2 separate regions of the Lactuca sativa genome follow, and region 2 is linked to region 1. Evidence: chromatin contacts called from public Hi-C data. All regions are on one chromosome and are shown on one strand. The core of a region is the stretch at or near the end of the contact, and the rest is flanking DNA. Distances in the headings are between cores, read along the strand shown. Region 1 holds the start of LOC111888105. Region 2 holds the start of LOC111888125 (40S ribosomal protein S8).

Region 1 (2,700 bases), core at 182-2,681:
TGACACTCCGTTGTATGACAAAGAGAGATGAACGAAACCGGAAGGCGAGTGGAAAATATCATTCGTTGATAACGAGAACTCCTTCTCGACTTTCTTGAAGATAACATCGGAAAGTGGGATTACAGTGAAACCTAGCAATTGATCTTCGAGGTAATTCCGGACTCGGCTTAACATATATATTTCACATTTGATTGAAGTGTCAAGAGTGGGGACATCGATTGAAACCTTTTCGTTGAAAACGGGATTTTGTCCACCTCCATTTATTGTGTTTGTGGTGACGGATTTTTCGGGGTTGGTAGTGAGGGTAATTTTGGCATAAACATCTTGTTTGTGGTATATACAGATGTTTTGAATGTCTCTAGCTTGATGAACGTAGATATCGAGAACACCAAGGGATGGGTCGGGTTTTTTTGATGTGAATTCAGGGCTTTTTGGGGACTGATTGAGATTATGGCTTTTTGGGTCGGAGTAAATTGATGAGTTCTTCAATGGTGATACAACAGATTGTGGAGATTCCATGAATTTAATTACACCTGGAAAACATTGAAACATAATAATCAAGAAACTGTTTCTTCAGATCATGAAATTACAGAGCAATGACGTGTGCCTTTTGCATATGTTGATAAACAGAAAACTACAAAAGTATTCATGATTCAAGAACGCAACAGATTATGCAGCCAATCAATTACCAAAAAAATGTAATCATAGTTAACAACACACAATTCAAATAATTAAACTTCATGATCAACATAAAAATCTAACCTGGATTCTCAATTGGGAAACAGAATTCTCAAAAAGGGGAAGCAAAAACCCTAATTTAGATCACCTAAACTGTAAACACATGCATATATATAGAGACCCGCGAAATATTGTCAGAGCTCAAGTACGTACTGACCCCAATAGTTATTGGATGAACATAAACCCTATTTTGACTAAAGGATAGCACAAAACTCGATTCAATAAGCATATTCCAATAAAGTTAACTACTTTACCTCAAAGAACAAAACCTCAGAATCCAAGAGAGGAAAAACAGGGAAAAAGAGAAGCTAAAACGGTAGTAGATATAGATCCCTTTGAATCATAAAATAAAAAACCCATGAATTGTTAAAAGTCGATTGCACAGGAAAAGGATAAAGCAGAAAAGCATCAAAGATTGAGTAGAAAGTGTAGTCCTTTCTTACCTTTTTTTTTTAATCACCAGAGTCCAAGAAACTGCTGTAGAATGTTGGTGTTTGGATTCAATGAAATCTTTGGAGAAATCGAGCTCGAAAATGAGGAAAATTGGAGAGTGTGTATTGATTTTGAAGAATGAAGAAAATTATGCGATTGTGTGGTTGGATTTTGAGGGGGGTGGTGGGTATTCTTTTCAATAATCAAGTTCGAATTGTCTTCTTGTTAATAAAATAATGGTAGATTATGCTACCGACATGTTATGCAAAGAAAATTCAAGGAGTTTTTCAACCAAGTGGTGTGGCAATATAATCAGGTATAGTAATTAAGATATAAATATTTGAAAAAAAATCACTTTATGTTTAGTTTGAAAAATCTTATCATTATATACTTTTTAGAAAAAGTTCAAAAAATATATATAATTTTCGTTCGATTTCATGACTTTCTAGTTGCAAAACTTATAAAAATTGCTGAAATAGTTAGTTTTTCCATCTATAAAAAAATGCCTAAGTTTTATAATTCATCAACAAAATTCAACTTCTATTAGGCTATACGATAATACGAAGTGGTCACCATTAACCCACCGAAAAAGTGTTGTCACTTCTGTGCATGTCAGCTTCACCACCAACCATAAAACATTGAAAATGGTTACCACTACATAATATTCTTTTTTTAATTTTTTAACTTTTTTAATTTTTTGTAACACTATATTAAATAAAAACATAAATAAATTTTTTGAAAACACAAAAAAATAAAATCACATTTAATTAATTAAAAACATAGAAATTTAAAACCTATATTACTAAAATAAACATAAAACATAAAAAAATAAAACAATACACTACTTAAAAAACATAAAATTTTAAAGCATAAAAAACCATTGAGAAACACTACTCGTGGTCGTCACCATACTTATTTGCCTCATTGTCACTGCATTCATCCTCTTCGTCTTCATCATCATTTTTCCCTTGGAATTGTCTTTCTCATATGTGCTCGGTTAAATCATGATGTATATTGTGATGTGTTTTACGGTTTTGTATTTCCAAAAACCTAAAAAACTATGTCGGGTTACCAACTTGTATTACTGCAGGTGGATTAAGTATGTCGTTCCCGATATATGAACAAATAGCCCTATCCTCTTCTTTTATTGTTATGTTATGTAAAATAACACAAACAATCAACAATGTCGTTAGTTTTTTCATATCCCATGTTCGTGTTAGATGTTTGATTATGTGTCACTTTTGTTTTAGGACTCCAAAACACTCGTTCCACATCCTTCCTTGCAGATTCATGTGCTAACTTGAACAATTTTCATTTTTCATCGGATGTAAATGAATATGACTTAAAAATTGTAGCATACTCTGGATGTATACCATCACCTAAGTAATACTCATAATTATATTCATTTTCATTCACAACGTATCACATGTCAGGTGCTTTATCATGCAAAATATTGTTAAATAACGGAGACGCTTGAAGCACATTCAAGTGATTATTGGACCCCATCATACCAAAGAATACATGTCAAAA
Region 2 (2,700 bases), core at 189-2,688, 180 kb after region 1:
CGCGACAAAGCGAGGCGCGCTGCAAGACATGCGAAGGAGGTGGAGACGAGAGCAAAAGATACGGCGGAAATGAGAGCGAAATTCGACGAGCACGATTTATTAATAAAAGAAAAAATGACTTGAAACGTCGTCATTTGGAGTTCCTGGAAAGGCAGGCACGGGAGAAGCAGGAGCAAAAAGAGAGGGAACTAATGACATATCAGTTGTCAATTCTTCGGACAAGCGAGGAGAGTTTAGCGCCTGCTGATCTAGGGTTGCTACAAGCGACGAAGGAACAAATTAAGAAGAAATATTTGGGTTAATTATGATTGTTATGTGGTTTTAGTCAAGGGCGTCAAGATCAGGATCCTACCTAGGATCGTTTTTTGGTTTGCAAGATCGGGATCGAGATCTTAAGATCCCACAAAATAGAATATAATTTTAATTTATAATATTTAATAATGAAAAATATTTCAAACATTTAATTTTTCGTTCAAAAGTTATAAAAACTTCAAAATATTAGTCATAAGTCACAATAAAAAATGATAAATGGTAGATTGGTAAATGGTAAAAGATATAAAGTGGTAAAAAAATTCCATTTGCAAAAAAAAAAAAAAAAAAAAAAAAAATCAAAGGAAGGTAGGATCGGATCGGATCTCGATCCTACGATCCTACCTCAAATACGATCATTTTACGATCTAGATCGTTTTTCATATGTAGGATCGTAGGATCGCACGATCCTACGATCAGGATCGCGATTTTGACAACTATGGTTTTAGTAGTAATCTGAATGATATTTTAGTTATAATATTAGGTTTAAAATTATTTTTTTTAATTGTAATCGTAATTTTAGATTTTAAATATTATGTCTTTTTTTTTTTTAATGTTACTTTTTATAAAAAATATATTCATGTTAGTGATTAAAAAAAATGCAAAAACGAAAAAAACGAAAAAGAAAAAAAAGAAAGAAAATAAATGAAAAAGTAAAAAAAACCCAATTTCGGAAAAAAAAACATATTTATTTTCAAAAAGTTGGTGTTATATCTTGTTGCCCATTTCCCCACTTGATGTGTTATAACACCACTTGCTTATGTGACATGTAAGGTGACACAACTTGGTGTTGCACCTTATTGCTCACACCGAATGCTCTAAAAGAATGACAAATTTACATGGATAATCGAGGCATTGATATTGATATATGAATTATCCACATGTAATGAAAAAAAGAAAGAAAATTTTATACAGATAACATTATAATAAGAGTATAATAGTTAACTGATGAAAATATAATATTTTACAGTTCAATTTCTTTATGGTATATATATAAAATATAACCCTTTTTTATTTACTTATGATTTAGCGAACAGAATAGTTGATTGCTACAATATTTCATGAAAAAATATCCATGGGCCGAGAAAATTTGTTTGGGCCAAGTGATTGGGCCTCCACATTTCACCGAGGCCACTAGGGTTTTGAGTAGATACGAATAGAAGTAATCAGCCTCACCCTTTTAAGCCATTGCCCTGCGAAACCCTAAACTTTCTCTTTGTCACCCAAGAGTTCGACTTCAGAGGCGCAGGAGGATCCTTCTGATCTGCAAACATGGGTAAGTTTTGCCAATGGCCAACTCAAATTCATACGTCGGATTTGATACACTGCTTTGTAATCTCCATCTTCGTGCTATCATGATTACGAACATTCTGATGATGTTTCTCTACTGTTTCAGGTATCTCTCGTGATTCGATGCACAAGAGACGTGCCACTGGTGGCAAGAAGAAGGCCTGGAGAAAGAAGCGAAAGTAAGTTTTCCTCTAAATTAACATATGCCGTCTATATTTTCTGTATAGTTATGTTATGATTATCCTATTCTAGACAAGTTATATACTAGAAACATCGGTCCTGTTCGCTGTAGACACGATACTGTTTGCTTTTTATTTCTCTCTTTATTCGTTTGTGCTTACTGATTTCGATCCTGATAATGTGATTGTGAGTTTGTGAGTTTGTGATGATAACTTGTATTGATTTTATCATTCAAGTCGAACACTATGGATCAATGAATTGAGGAAAGCGATTTGCGCTTGAATACGAAACTGATTTCCGATCAACACATGCTATCTCGTAATCTTATTTTTATCAGTATTTATATACATCCTTCTTATTTCAAACATTCTGTTATGATTCAAATTCATTAACATCCATCAAATCAAACTCTATTTAGATTTTTTTAACACTTGTTGTTTCTCTTAAAGGTATGAGCTTGGAAGACAGCCTGCAAACACTAAAATATCGAGCAACAAGACAGTTAGAAGGGTGAGAGTTCGTGGTGGAAATGTGAAGTGGCGAGCATTGAGGTTAGATACAGGAAACTACTCATGGGGAAGTGAAGCTGTAACAAGAAAGACACGTATCTTGGATGTGGTTTACAATGCATCAAACAATGAATTGGTGAGGACACAAACACTAGTGAAGAGTGCTATTGTTCAAGTTGATGCTGCACCTTTCAAACAATGGTACCTTCAGCACTATGGAGTTGACATTGGTCGAAAGAAGAAAGCTCCAGCTGCTTCTGCTGCTAAGAAAGATGGAGAGGTATTATTTTCTTTTCATTTTATTTTTTATATTTACTTGTATTGTGGTTTTGAGATTTAGTGATTTTGATTTAATTGTAGGAAGTAGAAGGTGCTACTGAGGAGACAAAAAAGAGCAATCATGTTGCTAGGA

Evidence for each region. Hi-C and Micro-C count contacts between places; a contact is called where the count stands out from the background.
Region 2: a Hi-C map of seed shows a contact between it and region 1, with 2.9 times the contacts expected there. The contact joins the promoter of LOC111888125 here to the promoter of LOC111888105 in region 1. A contact is called at or near these places in 4 of 4 Hi-C or Micro-C datasets (bud, leaf and seed).

What each region holds. Positions count from the first base shown.
Region 1 is chr9:163,611,397-163,614,096 of Lsat_Salinas_v11, forward strand. It overlaps LOC111888105, which reads right to left and starts at 1,432. Exons shown (of 2, transcript XM_052767205.1): 1 at 1,182-1,432; 2 at 1-533. The coding sequence starts at 519.
Region 2 is chr9:163,788,705-163,791,404 of Lsat_Salinas_v11, forward strand. It overlaps LOC111888125 (40S ribosomal protein S8), which reads left to right and starts at 1,439. Exons shown (of 5, transcript XM_023884254.3): 1 at 1,439-1,585; 2 at 1,706-1,778; 3 at 2,229-2,568; 4 at 2,649-2,700. The coding sequence starts at 1,582. LOC111888141 reads left to right here. Exons shown (of 1, transcript XM_023884271.2): 1 at 1-123. The coding sequence ends at 123.